Linked DNA regions of Mus musculus: region 1 is linked to region 2. A link is a contact called in public HiChIP or PLAC-seq data. All regions are on one chromosome and are shown on one strand. The core of a region is the stretch at or near the end of the contact, and the rest is flanking DNA. Distances in the headings are between cores, read along the strand shown.

Region 1 (6,846 bases), core at 3,751-6,250, 960 kb after region 2:
GACTGAGAACACATAGACACACACACACACACATACACACATAGACACACACACACACACATACACACACACATACACACATGCACACACATACACACACATACATACACACACATACACACACACACACACACACACACACACACACACACACACACACACACTGAGCTTCTCCCTTAGCTTGGTAGCTTAGGAAAAAGCTCTGAGACAAGAGGAAAATCAGCATGAAATTCTGTCTCTCAGTTCCGAGAACGCCATGCCATCTGCTGTACTGTGCCAGCTGTCCCCCGCACTCTGCCCCTGAAGCCGTGTGTGGCAGAAGGAAGCCTCCTTATGACAGGGAATGGACCAATCCACCTCACTGGAAGGAAAGGCCAAGTCACATCAGTTTGCTTGCGCATCCCACCACACTCTGCCCAGTGCGTTTGGGCGAGCCTCAGGTAGGGGAGAGGAAGAGGATAAGGCCGGAGCTTCTCGGCACTTAAGGTCACTTCTGTTTTCCAACCACCCCACAGCAAAGCATGGCAACTCCTTAATGACAGCATGGAGGGTGGGCAATAAAATCAGAATCACTTTAACTAGAGGGACACTGGTCAATATGAATGGTGCTTATACGCCATTTTATAATGGGAATAGAAGCAGGTCACAAGTATGGGGTGCAAGGAGAAGATAAACTGGATTTTTAGGCAGTGTTTATCGACCTTTAATTGAAGGCAGCCCAGAGAACGACAAAGAATAAAGTCTTACAAACACTTTAATGTATATGAAGTTCCAAATGAGTCTGTGTTGTGTCTCCCTCTCTGCTGTCTCTCTCCCTCCCTCTGTTTCTTTCTAATTTACCCTCTGGGGAAGCTTGCTTTCACAATGGTGAGCACATGGCTTTGTTGCAAGGGAGATCATGAATTCATACAGCAAGATTGGCAGCTTAGGATTTATTTATTTATTTATTTATTTACTCATTTTGCAGCTGCAGTTAAAGAGAAGAAATATCAGCCATGCCACGTGCCTCCTTTGGTGTCCAGGCTGACAGAGTGTGGGGATGGGCTGGGGGGGTGGGGGGGGTTGGTAGGGTGGGAGTGGTTTGGAGGTAATGCATGTGTTTAGCATGGGCGGAATTCCAGATTTTATCCTGATTCCTTGCATGCGTACCTGGAAACATCAGTCCTCAATCCGAGAGGAATAAAACCTTAGAGGTGTTTTCATTTTTGACAGTAAACATATCATCATAGTCAAAAGCTTACAATAATAAGATTCTCACATTTATCTGTGGACCATCAAACTAGAGCCACAGTGATATTTTCTGTCTATAGATTGTAAGCAAGATAAAAACATCCTGAAAATTCTAGGACTTGCCAATGATTGATTTAAAAACTGTTAAATCTTAAAGGTTCAAAGTGCCACATTTGAATATTTGAACAAATTAGAGCGGTTTTCAAGGAGTTTATCATGGGTCTAAAAGCTATTAATGGGGAATGCTGGGTCACCATGAGATGACTCGGAATTGTGGGTCTGTGCAAATCAGTGGACTCCATCAGAAAAGTAAATTGAGGTTTCAGAGCCTAGAGAATCATCCAAGGGAAACTATATTTTAAACAAATAGGCGGTATTAGATAAAACTGAAATAGGATAGGGGTGACTTACAATAAATCACACTCTGACAAAAACTGATGTAATTTGAAGATATATTAAATAAAAAAGACTTAGCAACCTAAAACTACCAAGCATTGTAAGTAATACCACAGTCAACTGCTCTCCTCGTTTTGGGTTCACAGTCTGACATCTTAAGAGGGCTCTCTATTCTTCTCTAGCAGCAGCAGAAAGGCTTTAAGGAGTCAGGATATGGCTTCTATGGGGGAGCTGTTTAGACGTTAGCAGGCTTTAAGGACTCTGGCACTGGCCCCTTGCCTCATGGTATGCAGCCTGTAAAGCCAAGGACTAGAGCTGCAGGACTTCAATTACTTTTAAATGACCTGAGTCATTTCTCTGTCCCTGGAGATGTGACCTCCTGAACTGCCCGGAAAGCCATTAACACTATCTCAAACAGGATCCAGAAACCACAAACCTTGTAAGATTGCTAGCTAGCAGGAGCCCTGGCAACCCACTGCCCTTCCTGTAAGATCGAACCCGAGAGCTTGTCAGTCTGGACAGGAAAACGCCCGTCAGGAAAGCTGTTCACGGGATGTAAGCAATAATCATAGAGCATACCTACACAGGCAGAAGCCACCTTCTGCTCTCAGAGTGACATGAGATGCTCTGCTCTGCAATGGTCCCTGTGGCAACTGCACACTCTTATCCCTTGATGTCCCACTTCACTCGGTAATAATTGTTCCCTCTCATTTATATGACATTTTGTCTCTTGTGAATTGTCTTAATGGGGTTGTAAGAGTTGAGGACCTAGGTAAGGCCAGACCATGATCCTGCCACAGTTCCTACTAAATGCATCCCCTTTACAACAACATAAAGTAAAAACTCATTAGTCAGTGGTATTTAATAATGGGTTAGGCTGTATCATTCTTTTCTACATCTCTACAAGAATTGTATCTTATTCTATTTACAAATTCAAAGCCAAAAATATTACTTAATTCCCTCACAGAAGCCAGGTTAATAATAATAATAATAGAAATAACAGTGGATGCAAAACTGTTTCTGTGACTGAAAGATGACATGAATGATGACTCATTCTTGACATGAACTTCCAGTATTAAGGAAAGCATATTAAGACCTATTTGGGCAACAATTACTAGCAAACTATACAAAGGAAAACTACACCTTGAAACACCCAGAAGTTGAAAGCCTGTAATGGAGCAAGGCGGTCTCCTGAGAGAACCTGCCATGGTCATCTCACATACTGGTGACCTATACATCAGCTGGATACCAGACATGGTTAGTTGGGAAGAGGGAACCTCAACTGAGAAAGTGCCCCCCACCCTCCGATTAACCTATGGGCAAGCCAGTAGGCAGTACCCTCCACGGCCTCTGTATCAGTACCCGCCTCCAGGTGGCTGTGTTGATTTCCCTGGATGATGGACTATATATAAGCTGTGAGATGAAATGAGCCCTTCCCTCCCCAGGCTGCTTTTGACCGTGGTATTTATCACAGCAAAAGAAACCCTACCTAAGACACCTGGTTATTCTGCACATTTATATGTTTATGTCAGCAACAAGGAAAATCAGTTACCTGTGTTTCTTAATGTCGTTGATCCCGTTCTTCAGATTTCCCAGCCTTTCTGTTGGGTTTTGCCTAAAATGATTGATGGGAGAAGTTAACAACAACAACAACAACAACAACAACATACAAGTGGTTTTAGAAAAAAGAATAGTGCTTGTGTTTAAATTCATTTACTCAATAACTTTCATCAGATCCTACTGCAGGCCAGCCATTTGACCACAGGGAGAAAACAAAATTATGGTCCTTCCATGGAGGAGCTGCAGCTGAGTGTCTGGATTCATCTATCTGTTCTCTGCATGAGCTGTGGATAGACTTGAATAAATACTAGCTTGCAAACTTAGTTGCAAATGCTGCTGAGAAAACTGGGAAATGTGTTAGGATTTCATTTACATCCAAGCTGCAATCTCAGAAGTGTGTAGGTATTCCTATTTGCAAATCCCAAACTAGGTTTGATGTTTTTGATTTACTAACTTTATATGCTTTAAAAACATCTCCAAAGGTGGGACAGGGGCACAGCAGTGCATTGGAGTTTGGGCCAAACAAAACAAAGCTCTAGAAGTCTCCAATGTTTCTCTGAAAATTGATGTTTTCGATAGTAAGTCAAAGGCTGAAATAATTTAAAAGAAGACTGGAAAAGTACATTTTCTTAAAGACTACGAAGGGGCTGGAGAGATAGCTCAGTGGGTGAAAACATTGACTATTCTTCCAGAGGACTCAAGTTCAAGTCCAAGCACCTGTAGAGCACTCACAGCTGTCTCTAACTCCAGCCCCAGGAGACACAACAATGCCCTTTTTTAATTTCTATGGACATGCACATGGTGCACAGACATGCATACAGGTAAAATACCTATAAACACAAAATAAAAATAAATAAAAATCTTTTCTTGAACTCTGTTAAAAAACAAAAAGGAAAGAAGACTACTAGGGAGCTGGAGACACAGCTCAGCTCCATGGTCAGGGGAATTTGCTGTTTCTCCTGAGGACCTGTAATGGGTCCCCAGCATCTACACGACAACTCACAACAGTCTATAACTCCAGTTCTAGATATGATGACATCGCCTAGCCTCTGAAGGCACCAGGCATGCACCCGTGCACAAATACACATGCAAAAATATTTTCAAAAATATTTAACTTAAAAACTTTCTTCAGTTACAACAGCAACATAAGATGTCCAAGTACTGAACGCACAAACGTAATTGCAAAACATCTCCGCATTGCACGGGGAGCAGAAGCCTTCACACTTCCTCTGTGGCCCATGGTCATTCTCACCTGCAAAGCCTCCGGATCAAATCCTCAGGGCGCCTTGTTATCTTTCTGGGGAAATCCATTTTCTCGATTCCCTTGAGAATCAAATTGTAGGTCATCATTTGGTCTATCCCAGAAAAGGGAGGGCTGGAGAAGACACAAAATAAGACGCACTTCAGAGAGAGTCTTGTGGGGCTCCTCTTTTCCTACTTCTCTTTCCACTCCGGTTCTGTTCTCTGACCCTCCCTCTTAGTTACTTTACAACAAATTGGGGTATATTGTGGAAAGCCTTTAATCAATTTCCCATCACTTAAATAACCCCTAAAAGGAGAAGACAGAAAGGGAGGGGGTGTGATTTTCTTGTGTGTGTGTGTGTGTGTGTGTGTGTAAGAAGGTGAGTAGGAAAAGCCTCCTTTCTACGCTGACAAAGGAGAAGTCTGAATGGACAGAGGGAGCCAATGAGACACAGAGTTGTCTTGTTTGAGATCACTGAGTTCTGAGACAGGAAGTACAAAGGAATGTGTCGGGAGTGGGCAGGAGTGGGCAGTAAATGGTAGAATGAGTAAGCTTCCAGGGACGCTGAGAGATTACCACAGCATCCTGTGTATCCCGTGGGCTACAGTGAAGATCTGGGCATGGATCTGAGTCAGTGGTAGAACTTACAGCAACTTGAGTCATCTTTTTTAATACAAGAAATAAAGTCCAGTATGGGGTGAGGCTGGCAGGCTGGCGGTGGGAAGCTGTGCTGAAGATATTGAAAGAGACGTGGCTCTATCTAGTCCATGGACTGTACTAATTATGTCTCTTTGTCAGATTTATATGTTGGAACCATAATCTTGAAGTGATGGGATTTTATAAAGTTAATTAGGTTGAGAGTGTGCCTATCAATGAATAGGATTGGTGACCTTCTAAGACAGGAGTCTGGCTGGCCATCTTTTTCCTAGCGAGGATCCTATAAGTCTACAACTAAAAGGGAGTCCTCACTAGAGCTCAACTTTTTGCTGAGGCTTCCAGCCTCCCAAACTGCAAGAAATAAATGAGCTTTAAAAAAAGTCACCAGCCTATAGAATTTTGTGATATAGCCTGGCCTAAGACTAATGATAAAACTAACAGGATTTGCCAACGTAGTGAATGTGGTGGGGAAGAGAGAAAAGAAATTCAAGAATGATTCCTGGCCACGGTGCCCACTGAATAGAACTATTTTCCCTAAGATGGACAAACTAGGGACGAGGCAAGTGCTATAATTTGGGTCTAGGCTAGTCCCCAGAGGCCCCGGTCCCCAAGCTGTGTCATAATGGAGACGTAACAGGAACTTTTCGGAATGAGGCCAGAAGAAAGGCCATTGGAGAAAGGACCTTAACTGGAATATTGAGATGTTCGTCTCTTCCTCTTTGTGTTCTGGCCACCTCATAGTGACAGACATCATTTGCCGCATGCTCTGTCATAACGTGCCATGTTCCCAAATCTACAGGGTCAGTGATTCATAGACTGAAACAAGGAACCAGAATACATCTTTTCTTACTTCTAAGTGACCTCAGGTATTTGGTCACAGCAATGGAAAGTCACCTGACTCAGTGTTGCTGCAGCTAGTCACCGGGGAAAGGACCCTGGCTATGTTGCAGAGCCATGTGGACCTGAGAGGCAGGCCATTGGGTTTATGGGCCTAACATTGAAGAGAAACACTAGGAAGATTAACTTGGTCCATCTCATCATCTCATAAGGTTTATGGTTGTAGGACTTGAGGATATGACGCAGTAAGTGTTAGGTGGAAAAGAGGTCAAGGACTGACTGGTTCAATGTAACTATCAGGAAAATGAGAAAACTCAGAAATGAGTACAGAGATGGGGCTATCACGGTAAGATGAGGAGGGAGAGGCAGGGCCTGTAAAGCACCGAAGAGAATACTTCAAAGACTAGTGGGGTTTAGATGTAGCCACCAAAGTGGGGCAACATTTTAATTTGTTTATCACTTTGATTCCTAAAACATTTTCATGTCTGGGCTAGTACACCATTTAAAATTTGAAGATTAAAAAACACCTAATTACTCTGTTGTTTAGCAACTATGGCTGTACTACTTGGAAACCAACTGTCCTCACCTTTGGCACAATAAAATAAAATAATAAAGCCTTAGAGCAAAGGTAATGCATTGAGTTTCAAGTAACCTCTGATTCCACTGTGAAGAAAATGAAGCCAGAGGCAAAGCCATTGGTTTGGCATCTTCAATACACAGAGATGCATGCACGAGCATATTTACAGCCTTGTTATGATTCTCATGGTGTTCTTTCCCTGACAACCTGAAACACTGGATCAGAGAATTAAAAATGGACTTTCTTCTGCCCTGAAAATGCCTGGCAAAATATCTCCCTAACTTCTTTATGATGGTTTGAGGCCCCCTTAGCAATTCCAAGTTGCTGTCCCTTCTCTCCCTCTGTT
Region 2 (7,237 bases), core at 1,708-4,207:
TGACAAACTTCATCTCCCTTCCTGATAAATGAATGCCCTTAAAAACAGGAATTAAAAAAATAGACTCACATATACTAAAGATTATGTACAATAATTTTATAGACAATATAATACTAAATGGGGAAAAACAGGAAACATTTTCTCTAATATCAGAAATGAGACAAGAGTGTCTATTCTCACTGTTCTTGTTCAATATAAGTTTTAACTCTACCAAAGCTGTAAGAGAAAGACATTAAATGGAATACAAACAGGAAAGGAGAAAAATGAGGTATCCCTATTTGCAGATGACACAATCCTGTAGTTATAAGGAGCCTAGTGATTTAACAGAACACACTTAGATATTATAAACACTTTTAGAAAAGTCTCATGGTAGCCACTGAACATCAACTACGCAGCAACCTTTCTATATGCCAATAAAAACATTCCCAAGGATGAAACAAGGAAAATGTAACATTCACAATAGCTTCAAGGAAAGCAAAATATTGGAAATAAACCTAACAAAAGAGGTGGAGACCTCTATGTTAAAAATGTTAAGACAGCTCTAAAAGAAACTGAAGAGGACACTTCCCAGGGCTCCCATGTTCAAGAGAAAGAAGAAGACATTGTGAAGACTGCCATCCAGCCAAAGGCAATCTGCAGATTAAATACAAACCCCATCAAAATCCCAATAAAATTCTTCGTAGAACTAGAAAAATTAATTCCAAAATTCTTATGGAAGTACAAAATCCCTGACTCTCCAGAACAATGCTTACTGGACAAAGAAATAGTAGCAGAATCACAACACTCCATGTGAACACTCCTACATACTACAGTGCCACAGACACAAAATCACAACACTCTATGTCAACACTCCTACATACTACAGTGCCACAGACACAAAATCACAACACTCTATGTGAACACTCCTACATACTACAGTGCCACAGGAACTAAATCACAACACTCTATGTGAACACTCCTACATACTACAGTGCCACAGACACAAAATCACAATACTCTATGTGAACACTCCTACATACTACAGTGCCACAGACACAAAATCACAACACTCTATGTGAACACTCCTACATACTACAGTGCCACACACACAAAATCACAACACTCTATGTCAACACTCCTACATACTACAGTGCCACAGACACAAAATCACAACACCCTATGTGAACACTCCTACATACTACAGTGCCACAGACACAAAATCACAACACTCTATGTCAACACTCCTACATACTACAGTGCCACAGGAACTAAATCACAACACTCTATGTCAACACTCCTACATACTACAGTGCCACAGACACAAAATCACAACACTCTATGTGAACACTCCTACATACTACAGTGCCACAGACACAAAATCACAACACTCTATGTGAACACTCCTACATACTACAGTGCCACAGACACAAAATCACAACACTCTATGTCAACACTCCTACATACTACAGTGTCACAGGAACTAAATCAATACTCTAATGCCATTGAAAAATAAGACAAATATGCAAAAAGGCCAGAATAGCACAAGAATTCTACAGAGCTGGATGTAGCCATCGAATTTTTGACAAAGATATTAAATATATATTTTGGAAAATGGCACTCTTCAATAAATGGTGATAGAAAAAACAAGCATCTACCTTATTATTCATTCCTATATGGGAATGAGGTTCAGTCCATATCTCTCACACTGTATAAACATAAATTCAAAATTAATCATCGACTTTAATACCTAAATCCTTGAAACTGCTAGAGGAAACACCAATAAAGAACCTTAAAGATGTAGGCACAGGCAAGGTCTCTCTGAAAAAAAATAATAATCTAACAGCATAGAACAGAACTCCAAAAGTTGGCAAATAGGATTCTAAAAAATTAAAAAGCTTCAGCACAGCCCAGGAAAGCAGAGAATGAGAAAGATCTTCATAAACTACACAGCTCACATGGGTTTAATATCCAGTCTATATAAAGAATTTAAAACTCAAGCACCAATAAAATCAACTCATTCAATGAATGAATGGGCTCCTGAACAGAATAAACAGTCCTCCATAGGAAGATAGGAGTGGCCAATAAATGTGAAAAGTACTCAACAGCCTTAGCCATCAGGGAAGCACAAATTAAAAGCAGTTTAGCTTCCATCTCACTCCAGTTAGAATAGCTGTCATCAAGCACACGGGGAAACACAGAATAGTGAGGATGGAAAGAAAGAACCAATGCCTGCTGCCTGGCTGTTCCTTCACTCTTGCTGTCAAGTGCATCTGCTCTGCTGCTGTCATTGCTGCTGCTGTATAGTTTCTCACTGTATAGAGCCCAGCTTCTTTGGACTCTATGTCATAGATACCACACGTATGCATGTGCAAATACATACATATGTGCACACATGCATACATAAGTGCATATACAGACTCACACATAAACATGTTTAAATGCTTTCTTAAGAAAACAAACTAAACATAGCACATGACACAGCCATACCACTCTTGTGTGTATACATGAAGGTCTCTAAGTCTACATTCTAGAGAGACATTTGCAAGTCTGTGTGGTGTATGCCTTTGATCCAAGTACTTGGGAGGCAGAGGCAGGCAGATCTCTGAGAACAAAGAGTCCAGAATAGCTGGTCCAGGTCTACACAGATAAGCCCTATCTGAAGAAACCAGATAGATAGATAGATAGATAGATAGATAGATAGATAGATAGATAGATAGATAGATAGATCTATATATAAACAGGTGGAAATTGCTGGTGGACTGGTTACAATGTCTCTTACAAATAATAATTGCTGATTTTCTGTCAATTCTAACTAGTTTCATAAAGATTTAATATATTACTCATACAATTCAAAGGTCAGAATGCTAGGAAAAACTCATGAACTTGCAAATATTAATTTTATGGAATTTGTCTGTTTGAGGAGGTCAAAGGGAAGAATCGGGTAAGGCTGTTGACTCTGCTCTGGGTTGGTGGCAAGGCCAGATGCAGTGTGGTGAGGCAGCTGTGAAAGCCGCCTGCTGGCCTCCTTGGGGGTGTGGACATTTGGCAGGACATAAAAGTAGATGCCACCATTGCCCCTTCTCAGCAGCCCAATTTGAATGAAGTATCTGTCTGGAATAGGACAAGCATGTTCCAAATTAATTAGGATTAAACGTCCTCTGTTTCCTGCGCCATCAGGTTGCAGACTTTCAATACAGGCTGGGTTCTTCACTAGCTACTAAGGGGCAGACATGCTCTCTGCAAGCAGAGCTGGCACAGAACTGAAAACTAGGAACCAGGCCTGAGTCAGAGGCCAGCCATTCCAGGAATTCTGCTGCCCACAATGAGTACATTATCTTGTATTCCATTTGACACTCACTCAGGTCTTTATAGCCACTGATAAATAACCCAAAATAACCAAACATGATGACACTGTTGCCAAGGAACAGTCACTTTCAGAGAAAAAAAATAGATCTTATGACATATTAAAAATATGTATTGTGTATATGGAGCTTTGCATAATTGATTAAGATCATATAACTTCCTGAATAAGTCTACATATTAGAGGCATATTGTAGTATCCAGTAGGAGACACATAAAGTAAAATCCATATTATGAACTGAAAACTATATGATGTAGTTAATGAGGTTTTTTTTCTGGCATTTAGGACAACATAGGGCTGTTTACTGAAAGGATATACAATATACCCAAGATGAACATTTCACATGGAATAAATTCATATGGGGCATGAAGTCAAATTATTACTTACAACCTAAGTGTTTTCAAAACTTATGATTGCAATGTAAAAAATAGCTCAGCTCATTATGATTTGAATATCAAATATCCAGTTTGGAAAAAAAAAAGATATCATGACCTCTCAAAAACCAATATAAGTCAAAGCAGATTTAAAAGTCGCTATATTTTTCTTATTTCTAAATAGAGTATTCCATAAAAATGTACCGAATAATTTTAAATGAACAGGATTACCATATGTTTGAACTAAGACCTAATGTAAAAAGTGTATGGAGCAATTTGTCATAGATATCACTTGCTTGATTAATATTAAATAAATTTGACCCAAAGCAAATACAAAGCTGGGCGTATAGTTCAGGGACTTTCTCAATAGAAAGCAGTGGCATTCTGGCTATAAGACAAATGAACCCTGTGCCCCATCCAATGGATGACTGTGAGCATCCACTTCTGTATTTGCCAGGCACTCGGGAGACAGCTATATCAGGCTCCCACCAGCTAGCTCTTGTTGGCATCTGCAATAGTGTCTGGGTTTGGTGGTTGTTTAAGGGATGGATCCCCAGGTGGGGCAGTCTCTTGATGGTCATTCCTTCAGTCTCTGCTCTGAACTTTGTCTCTGTAACTCTTTCCGTGGGTATTTTGTTCTCCATTCTAAGAAGGAACGAAGTATCCACACTTTGGTCTTCCTTCTTCTTGAGTTTCATGTGGTTTGTGAATTGTATCTTGGGTATTCTGAGCTTCTGGGCTAATATCCACTTATCAGAAAGTGCATACATGTGTGTTCTTTTGTGATTTGGGGTCCCCAATGAAGGAGCTAGAGAAATTACCCAAGGAACTGAAGGGATTTGCAGCCCCATAGGAGGAACAACAATATGAACTAACCAGTACCCCCAGAGCTCCCTGGAATTAAACCACCAATCAAAGAAAACTCATGGAGGGACTCGTGGCTCTAACTGCATATGTAGCAGAAGATGGCCTGCTCGGTCATCAATGGGAGGAGAGGCACTTGGTCCTGTGAAGGTTCTATGCCCCGGTATTGGGGAATGCCAGGGTCAGGAAATGGGAGTGGGTGGGTTGGGGAGCAGGGGGAGGGGGGAGGCTGATAGCGAAGTTTTGGAGGGGAAACTAGGAAAGGGGATAACATTTGAAATGTAAATAGAGCAGCAGCGGTCGCCATCTGGGTTCCGGGACTCCGCGGGACCTAGGAAATTAGTCTGAACAGGTTAGAGGGTGCGCCAGAGAACCGGACAGCTTCTGGGACGGGCAGAAGCACAGAGCCGCTGAGGCAGCAGCCTGGGCGGGCCGCAGACAACCGGCCACCATCCGGACCAGAGGACAGGTGTCCGCCTGGCTTGGGAGGCGACCTCAGCCTCAGCAGCAGCGGTCGCCATCTTGGTTCCGGGACTCAGCAGAACTTAGGAAATTAGTCTGAACAGGTGAGAGGGTGCGCCAGAGAACCGGACAGCTTCTGGGACGGGCGGAAGCACAGAGCCGCTGAGGCAGCAGCCTGGGCGGGCCGCAGATAACCGGCCACCATCCGGACCAGAGGACAGGTGTCCGCCTGGCTTGGGAGGCGACCTCAGCCTCAGCAGCAGCGGTCGCCATCTGGGTTCCGGGACTCCGCGGGACCTAGGAAATTAGTCTGAACAGGTTAGAGGGTGCGCCAGAGAACCGGACAGCTTCTGGGACGGGCAGAAGCACAGAGCCGCTGAGGCAGCAGCCTGGGCGGGCCGCAGACAACCGGCCACCATCCGGACCAGAGGACAGGTGTCCGCCTGGCTTGGGAGGCGACCTCAGCCTCAGCAGCAGCGGTCGCCATCTTGGTTCCGGGACTCAGCAGAACTTAGGAAATTAGTCTGAACAGGTGAGAGGGTGCGCCAGAGAACCGGACAGCTTCTGGGACGGGCGGAAGCACAGAGCCGCTGAGGCAGCAGCCTGGGCGGGCCGCAGATAACCGGCCACCATCCGGACCAGAGGACAGGTGTCCGCCTGGCTTGGGAGGCGACCTCAGCCTCAGCAGCAGCGGTCGCCATCTGGGTTCCGGGACTCCGCGGGACCTAGGAAATTAGTCTGAACAGGTTAGAGGGTGCGCCAGAGAACCGGACAGCTTCTGGGACGGGCAGAAGCACAGAGCCGCTGAGGCAGCAGCCTGGGCGGGCCGCAGATAACCGGCCACCATCCGGACCAGAGGACAGGTGTCCGCCTGGCTCGGGAGACGGCCTTGGCCTCAGGAGCAGCGGTCACCATCTTGGTTCCAGGACTCCCTGGAACTTAGGATTTTAGTCTGCACAGGTGAGAGTCTGCACCACAGAAGCTGACAGCTTCTGGGAACTGCCAAAGCAACACAGCTTCTGAGAGAGGCCCTGTTTTGGGCCTTCTTCTTCGACCAGGAGGAGGTCCAAAAACAAGATATCTGCGCACCTTCCCTGTAAGAGAGCTTGCCAGCAGAGAGTGCTCTGAGCACTGAAACTCAGAGGAGAGAATCTGTCTCCCAGGTCTGCTGAGAGACGGTAACAGAATCACCAGAAGAACAATCTCTAAACAGAGTCAACTATAACTACTAACTCCAGAGATTACCAGATGGCGAAAGGTAAACGTAGGAATCCTACTAACAGGAACCAAGACCACTCACCATCATCAGAACCCAGTACTCCCACTTCGCCCAGTCCAGGGCACCCCAACACACCCGAAAACCTAGACCTAGATTTAAAAGCATATCTCATGATGATGGTAGAGGACATCAAGAAGGACTTTAATAAATCACTTAAAGAAATACAGGAGAACACTGCCAAAGAGTTACAAGTCCTTAAAGAAAAACAGGAAAACACAATCAAACAGGTAGAAGTCCTTACAGAAAAAGAGGAAAAAACATACAAACAGGTGATGGAAATGAACAAAACCATACTAGACCTAAAAAGGGAAGTAGAAACAATAAAGAAAACTCAAAGTGAGGCAACACTGGAGATAGAAACCCTAGGAAAGAAATCTGGAACCATAGATTTGAGCATCAGCAACAGAATACAAGAGATGGAAGAGAGAATCTCAGGTGCAGAAGATTCCATAGAGAACATCGGCACAACAATCAAAGAAAATGGAAAATGCAAAAAGATCCTAACTCAAAATATCCAGGAAATCCAGGACACAATGAGAAGACCAAACCTACGGATAATAGGAGTGGATGAGAATGAAGATTTTCAACTCAAAGGACCAGCAAACATCTTCAACAAAATTATTGAAGAAAACTTCCCAAATATAAAGAAAGAGATACCTATGAACATACAAGAAGCCTACAGAACTCCAAATAGACTGGACCAGAAAAGAAATTCCCCCCGACACATAATAATCAGAACAACAAATGCACTAAATAAAGATAGAATACTAAAAGCGGTAAGGGAAAAAGGTCAAGTAACATACAAAGGCAAGCCTATCAGAATTACACCAGATTTTTCACCAGAGACTATGAAAGCCAGAAGAGCCTGGACAGATGTTATACAGACACTAAAAGAACACAAATTCCAGCCCAGGCTAC

Evidence for each region. HiChIP or PLAC-seq counts read pairs in DNA pulled down with a chosen protein or histone mark.
Region 1: a CTCF HiChIP or PLAC-seq map of the NIH/3T3 cell line shows a contact between it and region 2, with 5 read pairs. The contact joins two enhancer-like sites. A contact is called at or near these places in 1 of 15 datasets of contacts at CTCF or cohesin (the NIH/3T3 cell line) and 1 of 115 datasets of contacts at active chromatin or transcription factors (the NIH/3T3 cell line).

Annotation. Positions count from the first base shown.
Region 1 is chr5:98,938,976-98,945,821 of GRCm38.p6, forward strand. Prkg2 (protein kinase, cGMP-dependent, type II) reads right to left here. Exons shown (of 19, transcript NM_008926.4): 16 at 4,439-4,561; 17 at 3,179-3,241. Among named protein-coding and RNA genes, the nearest start is that of Gm42123, 51 kb to the left of the region's middle. Within about 2 kb of position 5,001, at least 46 of the 459 cell types and tissues checked have an H3K27ac peak or open chromatin away from gene starts, as enhancers often do. A contact at or near this core is called in the NIH/3T3 cell line, where this site is marked.
Region 2 is chr5:97,983,859-97,991,095 of GRCm38.p6, forward strand. All of the region lies in intron 7 of Antxr2 (anthrax toxin receptor 2), which reads right to left. Among named protein-coding and RNA genes, the nearest start is that of Gm34226, 29 kb to the right of the region's middle. Within about 2 kb of position 2,958, at least 42 of the 459 cell types and tissues checked have an H3K27ac peak or open chromatin away from gene starts, as enhancers often do. A contact at or near this core is called in the NIH/3T3 cell line, where this site is marked.